2 separate regions of the Gossypium hirsutum genome follow, and region 2 is linked to region 1. The links are chromatin contacts, called in public Hi-C maps. All regions are on one chromosome and are shown on one strand. Each heading gives the region's core, a stretch centred on a gene start, on an enhancer-like site or on the middle of the called end of the contact. The rest is flanking DNA. Distances are from core to core; before and after follow the strand shown.

Region 1 (5,509 bases), core at 2,213-4,712:
GGAATATTGTCCAGGGACTGTGAAGATAATATATTGGTTGCATGGACTCACCACAACACCTTTATAGTAGATGCCACCACGGTAGAGGCGAAAGAATGTCTTTAGGCAGTTTCGGTGGCTGAGGAGCTGGGTTTTCGAAATATGATAGTGGAAGGAGATTCCTTGACAGTAATCAAAAAAATATGGTATTGCGGTGATTATTCAAGAAATAAAAGAAAGATGTCGGAGATTCGAAAATGTTACCTGCTCTTTCGCTGGATGAACAGCAAACCAAACGGCGCACGTAATGGCAGAGGAAGGGAAGAACTGGCCAGGAACAAAGGTATGGATTGATGAGGCCCCTCAAAGGGTAGAGTTAGCGGCTAAAAGAGACAGAAATTTTTTGAACAGGATTTGAAATGGGTTGGAAGAAATGAAAAACGAAAGGTTTCGTCGGCTTCTTTTTTCTACAAGAACTTTCATGGAGGACGCTAAAAGTACAGATCATTCCAGGGTGGAACGATGGTGGTAGATGAAAGAGTGAATTGCCAAAAGAGAAACTACTGGGTTTTTTTTCTAGAAACTAGGATGTAGTCAATTTTTAGGGTTTGCTTCTTTTATGTTGTTTATTTGTTTCTTTTAAGACTGGACGATTTAAGTCCTTTAAGAACTAAGTAGGGTACAACTTTTGCATTAATTAGGATTAGCTCCATCAATTTTAATGGCATCCATATCTTATTCTAAAAAAAAAAAAAAAAAGACATGATGACATTCAAAATAGATACACATTCTTTTCTGGTAATCTTTTTTCACTTATTTCTTTCTTGGTTTGTGTGTCATTATTTCATTGAGTAAAAAAATATTTTAAATAAAAGTCTACAAGTTTTCTTCGAAAATCAAAAACAAGAAATAAAAATTGTATTTTTCAAAAAGAAACTTTAAATGAAAATAGTGTTTCATTGAATTTCAACACCCTCACACTGAAAAAGATTGTGGGTCTTTGAAAAATCGAATGAAACCACACCAAAAAAAGAAACGACATGAAGATATTTTTTCCATTCATCTTTTTTGGTTTCGATTTTTTTTAGAAAAAAAAGGAGAGAGGTTTTGTTTGTTAATTTTGATTACTATGCGAAACCATGAGAATTGAAGCCATTTAAAAGAAGAAAGTGGGAAGGGTTGATAGAGGGAGTTTTTTTCAAAGCTCATTATTAGGAAAATTATTTTTTCAATTGTGTAAGATTACACTCGTAACTAATTGAACAATGATTTCTAATCTAGTGATTGATATTAAGTTTCAGTGTTTTTTTTTTCGTTAATTTGTCGACACATTTAAAAAATTTTAACTAATCTATAATTTTTAATATAATTTTATATTTTTTTTTAATATTTTTATAAGAAAAAAAAGTAGAGGTCAAATTGATAACAGTGGTAAAGATTGAGAGGCTAAATTTGTTATTGTAAATAATTTTTTAGTAGAGCTAACTGAAAATGAGGGACCAAACTTAAGCAAATAAAAGTAGAAAGACAACCCACACAAATCAACAAGTACAGGGATTATCCTCATAATTTAACCTAAAATATATGTTTTGCTCATTGACCGTCTCTTTAAATGATGCATTTAATACATGATAATGCAAGCTTTGGAGGCTTAAACAAATTTGACAAAACACGATCATCTTTCATTCCAGTTCGCATAATTTGGTATCTTCTACCAAAAACAGTACGGCTACATCAATCTAAAAAGTCAATAAGTTGAGAACGGAATAGCTGCAAGCAAAATAACAGGTTCCTTATTTCATTTTTTGCTCTGTAAAAAGAACATGGCGATTTACCCGGGGATCATACTTGCGGAACTCGAGTTTCTCAGCCACTTTCTTAGCACTTTTCCTCTTCACGTAGAAGAATCCAGTCCCAGCAGCCGAGACAAGACGGATAAACATAAAAGTCTTTTTCTTCTTGTCGCCCATCTCTATACATACACAAGAAAACACCAACCTAATCAGTACGAACGGATGCATTTTTATAACATAAACAGCACAAAACATCCATCCTTACATGCATGTTGTATATATGTATGAAGAAAACCGTACTTATTATGTTTTGCCCACAGTTATAAATGCACACAATTTAAACATGGCATCGGAGTGAGTGAGCAACGGATTTGAGTCCAAATGCATACCATGAGCAACAAAGAGGTCCAATGATAACACATAAAGCCCTCCACACCACACCATCATATCCCGCATCACTCAAAACATATTCAAGTGTTTACTGGCGACCAACAAACCTAGTCAAGTTGACAATTTCTTTTACAGAGTCCACCTCAGTGTGAATAACAAAGAGATTCTCTAGACAATGAATTTTATTTAACTTATAAACTTTGCAGAAGGGGGGAAGAGTTATAAAGTGTTAAAGAGACAAATAAAATGCTCACACTAAATTTGGGATTAAAAAAAAAAGATAGCTGCTGTTGCAAATAAGAATAAATTAAGTCGGAATTTATTCTAATATTCAGGGGTTTAAGACACTTTTAACGATTCTAAGGTCTGGAATTCCCTTTGACGAGTTCCCCTTGTTCATTATGGGTCATCCCACGAAAGAAACAGAAACAAAGGGAAAAGATCAGTTAAGTCAAACAAATTTCCTACAAATCATCCAGTGACTCGATCCGTAACTTGGGACTGTAACACAATGCCTTGACAACCCTGGCTCTCCAAGAGAAAATCATAAAATAATCACCTGGTTGCTAATCAATCACCATTTCAGCTTACCAGCTTCACCTAAGCAAGTCTAGAATGCAAAGGAAGTGAGCCTGATATCCAATCCTTTACTTCATTATATCAATCCCCCCAACCCGAGCAAATTATGTAATATTCAATGTCAAAACATCCTGTCCATTTCAAAACAAAAATGGATTCTAGCAATAATTCAGAACTGACAATCAATCACCAATTCTTTCAGGTTTAAAGGCATTATCTAAATGAGCCAAGGGACATTGCTCAAAATCATGCCTTTCTTTGTCATATCCAAAACCAACCCAACCCAACCTGACAATTTAAGTTTGATCATTGATGCCAAACATGTATAGTAATATAAAGAACGGTCACTCCAATTGCAATAGGCAAAAGAAGGAAAAAGGAAATTTCCTATGCAACAATGAAACGGAAAAGAAAAATGAAATCTTTTGCCTACACTTTTCAAGGGGTAAAGTCAATTCGAAGATCTCTACAAATTTCAGCAAATTCAACATTTTATCCATAAAAAAACAGATGAAAAACTAAGCAAAGAAGAGAGCTAAGGAAGTCACTTTAACATTAAATCAAATCACAATAATTTAATTTAACTTACCCTTAAATTGTCTCGGAAAATGACTGCTTTGGTGATTGGCACAAAAGAGAAAAGAAAACTGAAGAAAGCAAGGGTTTTGGGATTGGAAGCATAAAACCCCAAAAAGAAACATGGAATGACGTAAATACCCTTCAAAGCAAAAATGAATTACCAACCAACTCCACCGTTTACGTCTGTTTAAACAAAACCATAACTCTTCACTCTTGAGTCCTTTACAACCCTATTCTCTATCTCAGTGTTTAAGTGAAAACCCTTTACTTGATTAAGGTAAGAGATTAATTCCCAGTAATTTTTCCCTTTTTTTCATCTTGATTGATGAAATTTTGACATCTTTTCATTGTTGATGCAGAAAGAAGCGATCTTTTTATTTTTTTTATTTCTTTCTGGGTTCGGTGGCGGAAATGGCGAAAGTGGTGGATGCGACGGGGGAACCGATCCCAACGTCGTCGGTGCTGATGTCATCAGCAAAGCACATAGAGATTAAATGTATGTCCGAAAACGTGGAGTTCCTCAAGTGTAAGAAGAAAGATCCCAACCCTGAGAAATGTCTCGATAAGGGCCGCCAAGCTACTCGCTGTGCCCTTGGAGTGTAAGCATTTTTTTTTCAATTTTCAGTTTTTCCCATTTTGAATTTCTTTGTGGGTTTTTCTTGCTCAATTGGTTCGTATATGACAATGTTGGAATTGAAAGGGAATTAAAACTGGGAAATGAAATTAACTAGGAAAATGTGTGATAATTAGGATTATTGGTTTTAATATCTTTGTAATGGAAATTTTGGAACAGGTTTTTTAGGAGGTTTTATACTGTGAAAGTGTGGTTAAAAGGATAGGGATAGGTCATTTCTCTCGAAAGTATCCATATCGATATAGGTACGGGCATATCCTCGAGAAACATAGGGTTTATCTCTTTGGGTAGGCGGGGCGGGGAAATGATCATCTCTCATTTGGTAACTTTGTGTTTCAATTAGCAATGGAAACTTCAAATGAATCCATGTTAAGTCTCCCTATGATTAGGCGAAATAGATTCATGTGTAACCGAGCCATTGAATCTGATGTTTTTTCTTCCTCTTTATGTTAGTTTGATTCTTTTTTAGATCTATTTACTGAAAACCAACTGAGTTTTAATAGGTTTTCGGCTTTCTGTTTGTGTTTGATTGTAAAAATGGGGCTTCCCACTTCTCCAATCAAGAGTAAGACATTTGCCGCATTCACTTGATTTGGGTTTATAGCATTTTGTAGCTTAAAAAATGCCTCTGAACACTGAATATTTTGCGGTTCTTACTCTATGTTATCGAACTTGGTTCGTGTGTCAAATATAGGTATGTTCCATCTTTATTCTTTTAAGCTTTTCTATGTGTTTGGAGGAACTTAGGTGAATCCTATCTTTGTACCCTTGTCCGGATATTTTAAAAAGCACATTTTTGGGGGGGAACTCAAAGCATTACTCGAATAGGTGACTACATTGTGCATTACTGTTACCCTTTCCGTTTCTTTTTTAATCTGAATTATGGAATGTTGGACCGCGTGGTGCAGGCTAAAAGATCTGTATCAGAGATGCAAAGACCCCATGGAAGCTTATGTGGGATGCATGTATTACTACACAAATGAGTTCGATTTATGTTGCAAAGAGCAACAAGCCTTTGAGAAAGCTTGCCCTTTGGACTGACTTCGGCTTTCTGCAGCAGCCAGCAGCTGGCACTCATCAAACACATTCTCTTTTCATGCTTGAATTATGAATAAGTTAGGTCCAGTTTGCATTGAACAAGAACTGTCCCATTATATATGCTTTCGGCATTGTATCCCCTCATGTATGGATAAAAAGACTGTTCTTGCCAAAATTCTCTTTTTTCTATTTTCATCCGAAAATGACTCCATTTTTTTAAACATAATTCATGATGAGTGTGATTCTCGTTCATGATCTTCTTCCCTTCATTCATGCATATCTTTTCCTTTTTTTTTCTTTCTGATCAGCTGCTAAAGGAAATATATGCTACAGCAAACAAAACTAAAACAATAGTAAGTAAATTGGCGCTGGTGTATCCTCGTTTCGCTTTATTTGTTTATTAAATGGGATAAATATTAAAACTATATATGAATTTTGATTTTGTGTAATTTTATACATTAAATTTTAATTTAATCTAACTTTTGTAAATTATTAATATAACATTATTTTTTGTTAA
Region 2 (5,977 bases), core at 2,668-5,167, 300 kb after region 1:
TCAATATAATGATCCATCTTAAATGGGATATTTATTTACATGTAGAGGTTCCAAGAAAACAAACATTAGTTGTTGTCTCTTCAAATCACGTAGAAATAATTGCAATGTATGAGACAAGTTGACTGTGTTTAGCTAAGGCTTTTGACTCAACATATCTAAAATATATGTGATTTATCTCTACAAGAAAAGATAACAACTATCATATATGAAGATAATGCAACATGTATAGCTTTAATTAAAAGGAGGGTACATCAAAAGTGATAGAACAAAACATATTTCTCCAAAATAATTCTTCACAAATGATTTTGAAAAGACAAAAGATATAAAAGTTCCGTAAATTCAGTATTTCTATTTATCCAGGCAATTTTAGTAACTCCAACTGATTGGGCTGATGCTGCAACCATAGATATAATCTATGATTTACTGCACATGATGGGTTGGGATGACATTTCGGTTGGTCTTGGAGACGTATTTGCAATGAACCAGTCTGACAATGTATTCCCTCCTGTTGGTGACTGCAAGTATGCTAAGGCTATTCCACATGGAAGTGAGAGATTTCTCGATTCGGATACTCTTTATGGACTAGCTCAGCACTTACCATGAAGCCGTCGAAGGTATTCTTCTAACATCCTTTCCTGTCTGAACTCTGAAGTGCTTAGAACTGAAATATATGGACTGTCACTGAAGATATACAGCTGATCACTCAGTCAAATCACTAAGACAACCTCTGGCACTGGAAATTTGGACTTCAAAATTGAAAAGTAAGGATCCTGGATAAAAAATTAACATATTGACTAATGAACCTCTGACCACTTTAGCCAGGATTATAACTAAAACAAAAACAGCTTCACTAGTTCAGGCATATGGGATTTCATGAAGTTACCCTTTTCACACATGTATCTATGCTTGTATGTCTATATGTATTCATGCATGTATGTATGTAACGATGGATGGATTTATGCATGTATGTCATGGGATTTATGTTTGCAATCTATCTGCAGAATGTGTATATTGTTGGAAGACATATCAGCCGAAGTCCTCATGATAAAGGAAATGTGTTTCAGCATTCCTTCAAACAAGTATGCCGAATTCAATGTTCCTCCATTCGTTTTCCGCAAAGTCAGTTTTCGAATCAGGATTAACATCACACTCATTCCACTCAGCGTAAAGTCAGTCTGTTTCCAGAGATCTTAGAGAGGCTGAACCTGGCAAGTATTAGTCCTGAAGTTCAGTTCGTCAAGCGTCTATTGTTCAAGCTTTACGCTTTGCAGCAAACTCTTCATTGATATCGCCATATGTTAACGTTTTCTGATCTTATGAATAAAATGAACATTCGCGAATGAAGATTGAATCTCTTTTTCATTTGCAGGAAACATTCATGGGTGAAATCATTGGTGCAATATTCATGGGTGGAGATCATCACAATCTGAAACCTACCATTGAAGAAATGCCAATCAAAGTGATTGCTGAAGGTGTTGAATCCATGGATGGACAGATTTTGATCAACGACAAGCAAGGAAAATCAGCAAAAATATTGAAAAATGTCGACACTACGGCTTATTACAATCTGTTTGCAGATCAATTGGGTAGTCAAAACCGGTCCGCTGTATTAGGGAGCTATGATGAATAAAGAACTGTGTGGAATACACCAAATCAAACGGCTTTATGGTTAAATCTGATATATTGGCAGCCGACAAAGAGACGGTCCCAACAGATTTATGGTTAACATTTTGTGAAAGACATCATGAACCGTAGTAACATTTGTCTGCCACTTAAATAATCAAATCAAAACCCCACAATTCTCTTGTTGCCAGTTTATATCTTTGAACCACTAATGCCAACATGTTATTGTCCTCCAGGACTAACAACAGTTCTTTTGTTTCTTTTCTCTATAATTGACTAATAACAGTTATAATAGAAGAAACGACAGTTAAATGTGGAACATGGCAAGAAAAGACAAGCTTTGCTCATGTCTCCTGGGATATTTTTCCACAAGGGGGAAACTTTAGTAGGAAATGGAATCAAGGGGTAAAAACTTCAGACAACTAAAACAATGATGATGGCCATAACCCTACTTTGGGGGATTATGTGCCAGCAATTCAGCATTTAGCAATATCGAACCCCGCCCCCCCTACGGAGTGTCTCATGCACTGTTAACATCATTTTATCGATATTCCTACACTACATGCATAGATATTGTCGATAAACACGAGAGCAACGAATAGCATTACAAATCTAGAAGCAATTCCAGTGTTCACCAACTGGAACAATAGTTCACATTCATGGAAGAAACAGTATTAATTGAAGAGGAAATTTATCAACAGAAAGGTTCTTTTAGAAGTTATTTGGAGTGAAACTAGTATGAAATCTCTTCTTTCATGAACATCAAACAACCACAAACTCACTGGTAAGATTAAATAAAAAAGAGAAACCTTAAACACCATATGTTCCTATTGTATAAACCACCCCCAAAATCATTCTTTCCCCCCTTCATGTTTATGGTCCTCAAAAACCCAGTTCAATCATCGGAATCGACCCACCAGCCGCCACGATTTGCTGCTCTAACTGCGTTAACCGGGAAAAGAAAAGCATAAGAAAAAGTGGTTTTATAACTTAAGTACAACTATTTCCTTTAAGCAAAAAACTAGTGCACTAACCCTGAGCATAGTTTCAAGCTTGTTCTTCACAAGGTAATACTCTTGTTTCACTTGTTGAAGACATCTCAGTGTCCTGCAATGTTTTCAAGAACATCGTATCGAAATCTATAATATATGATAAAACGAAAAACTAGAGTGAAGTAAAGAGACTCACGCATCGATGTTCTGCTCCTCGCAGAAGCTACGAAAAGCAATGCAAGCATTTTTAACTCTCTGTGCACCAATGCTGTTGACACACACACAACAATTGATTGTTTAATCAAACAACTTGAACATTTCAAGATTTTGTTCATTTTTCATGTTTTTTAGCCTTGTTTTTCTAGAATGGTTAGATCTAACAAGTTTAGTCAACTTTTGTAATGAAACTATGGGATCATATTGTTCTAAGGCTTTGAACCTGGAACTGCTACCCTTCAATTGATGAACATGAGCATCAACTTTTTTGAAATCTACACTTGGCTGATCTCTGTATAAGAAAAAAGACATGTTTAATGGAGAAAAAAAAACATCCATGGCAGAAAACAAAAGGAAAAGGTGAGTTTCTTACAAAGCCATGGTGAGATCATTAAGAAGTTTCTCTGAATCATCAAAGAAAAGAGACACAACTTCAACAACAAAATCTGGGTTGCTCTCATCTTGAAGCTGTTGAAGCTGCAAAAACTGAGCATCCAAGAAACCCTTGTCCCAACAAAAAAAAAGGTACAAAAGTAAGGAAAAACCAAACATACCAAAACAAGAAGAAGAAAACAAGGACAAAAGAAAAACGAGATTTTTGTTAATAGATTTGTACATTTGAAGTTGATTTTTTTAATGGGATTTTACCTCCATAAACAAGGATTTTGTGTAGTCCACCAATCTTCTCTGCATCTGACCCACTTCCATTCTCTTTAGCCTTTGTTCTCTCTGCACATACAAAGAACTTTTCCCACTAATCAAAGCTAATGACCCAACAAAAGGTCAAAACCTCAAAGCTTGTGGCTTAAATTTAGATGTTTAGGGATGAAATGAAATGCAATAATAGCACAAAAATAAAGAACAAAAAAAGGCCCAAGAAAAGGGTATAAATGCTTTTTTGCAAACCTTTGAAAAGGATTTGATGTGAATTTAATGTTATTCCCTTTGGCTCTATTTTCTTTTGAGCTATTACTGTTTTCAGTTTTCTATTACAAAATCATACTCCCTCCTTTATTTTGCTCTCTCTCTCTCTCTCTCTCTCTTCTAAATTATTTAAACACGAATGGAAATTTTATGGTTAATTTCCTTTTTTATGTTGCCAACACATCACAATATATACTTTTTATTAAAAATAAGTTTTATTTATCATTACAATATAATTTTTATATTTCAATTATAAATTATTTATTCATAAAAAAGGAAAAGGACAAATTTTTTATTTTATAAAATTACTATCAATGACTGCGTTTTAATTTAAATTAGTATAGAAATTAGTATTTGTTTTTTTTATATTTCTTTATCAAAAAATTAAATATTATTATACTGTGTATAGAAATTATTTATATATTTTAAAAGACATAGCATGCTGACTTGTCATATCTTAATTTTAAATGTTTATTATTTATTAACTTATTGTAGGATCAAATTATTGCTATAAATAACTGGATTACATTTCCATTTTAATTTTTATCATAATAAAATATCATAATGACCCCATAAATTTGTTGATGAGAAACGTTAGGAATTTCCACAATTAAATTATTGACAGTTATGTTATCCATAATAAATTTGACTTTTCTAAACTATTTTTCCGAGATGTAGATTTTGAGTGTCTCTATAAAGATTATCTTTATCAAAAGTGTCCCTATAAAGATTTAATTTATCATGAAAATATATATACCAATTATATATGCTTGAAAATTAAAAACAATAATTACTAATAAAGCTACATTCTAATCATTTTTCTAAAAAAAATTATAAATTTGTGAGTATATTATTGGTAGTTAAGTTGGTAACGAATGTCAAATGTGAGACTGGTAAATTTATAATTTAGTCACTTAAATATAAGTAAGTTTACAATTTGGTCATTTAATTTCAAAAGATTATAAGTTTATTTTTTAACAATTCGTAACTTTACAAATTTACACTTTGGTCACTCAATCTTCACACCATTACTCTCTAACCTAATAGTCCAAACAATATCAACAATAACTCAAGCCCAAACCCTAGCAAAGCCACTGTCAACCCCACGCCCTCACATTTAAACCAACCAGCTCAACAGCCTCACATCATTAATGTACTCACCATATTTCCCCTTCAGTCAAAACCATAAACCAAGAAAATCCACAACTAAACCATTCATAAGCCTTCCCTTGAACCAACAAACAAATATTACCACATCCAAAGCAAACAAAAATATATATAAAAAAAACGAAAGTTTATTGCTTTAGCGAGCCCCAAATATCACTTACAAAAACAAAGAAAAGATAATAAAAATATCAAAAAAAGATAGACTCAAACATACCAAATCAAGTTAAAAGTTAGTTAGAAAGTTTCAAGCAATAGAAACTCAATTTAAAAGGTTGAAAAGAAAGTCTTGTTTAGAAGAGGAACATATTGAATTTAAGCATCCATTCGACGATAATAAATGAAGATTAGAGAGATTTTTCATTAGGATTTTGAGTTTAAATCAACAAAATTTCAAGCCATTTAACATGCTAAATGTGGCTACTCGCTTCCTTAATCCCTAAGAGCATCATCTTATTATTATTATGAATTTTACATGGAAATAGGCCAACATTTTGTTTGAATTGAATATCAAAATAAATTAATTTTAACCAATTAGTCCGTTATTTGTTTTGTGGCAAAAATGTGCATCAAGATTATTGGACGGTGGAGTGAGCGTAAATGATGAGCATTGCATGGTCCACAAGCATTCATCTCCCCACTAATTTTAATGTTTGTTTTTAAGATATTGAAAGAATCTTGTGAGGGCACATCAAGATTTACTACAGCTAATCTTAGTTCTATACCAACTTGTCTTTTCATCAATAAACAAGGGACAGCTGGACCTACAACCAGCCATTATCGTTGAGACAGAATCCTTATCGTTTGTTTGTTTTTTTATTTTATTAATTTAAAAAACTGGAGAGGTTATCTTAGTCAACATTTTCAAAATAACGTCTAATTCAATTTATTCAAATAAATAAATTAATATATTTAAAAATATATATTAAAAAGAAAATTTGATTTAATTATAGGTTTAATCAAATTTATTCAATTCATATCGATTCATAAATTAATTAGTCCAACCATTTATTCTGAATAGATTTTTATTCTAAACTTAAGACATATCGTTAATTTTA

The links. Hi-C and Micro-C count contacts between places; a contact is called where the count stands out from the background.
Region 2: a Hi-C map of leaf shows a contact between it and region 1, with 2.7 times the contacts expected there. The contact joins the promoter of LOC107897645 here to the promoter of LOC107897637 in region 1. A contact is called at or near these places in 3 of 34 Hi-C or Micro-C datasets (callus and leaf).

Annotation. Positions count from the first base shown.
Region 1 is chrA10:23,399,787-23,405,295 of Gossypium_hirsutum_v2.1, forward strand. LOC107897637 (NADH dehydrogenase [ubiquinone] 1 alpha subcomplex subunit 8-B) reads left to right here and starts at 3,463. Exons shown (of 3, transcript XM_016823154.2): 1 at 3,463-3,597; 2 at 3,680-3,919; 3 at 4,863-5,244. The coding sequence starts at 3,732. The coding sequence ends at 4,995. LOC107897638 (50S ribosomal protein L33) reads right to left here and starts at 3,549. Exons shown (of 2, transcript XM_016823155.2): 1 at 3,331-3,549; 2 at 1,640-1,951. The coding sequence starts at 3,442. The coding sequence ends at 1,773. It overlaps LOC107897636 (a long non-coding RNA gene), which reads right to left and starts at 756. Exons shown (of 5, transcript XR_001684230.2): 1 at 244-756; 2 at 52-161.
Region 2 is chrA10:23,696,847-23,702,823 of Gossypium_hirsutum_v2.1, forward strand. LOC107897645 (histidine-containing phosphotransfer protein 1) reads right to left here and starts at 3,918. Exons shown (of 7, transcript XM_016823162.2): 1 at 3,738-3,918; 2 at 3,480-3,560; 3 at 3,205-3,335; 4 at 3,055-3,123; 5 at 2,812-2,883; 6 at 2,658-2,730; 7 at 2,237-2,565. The coding sequence starts at 3,539. The coding sequence ends at 2,506.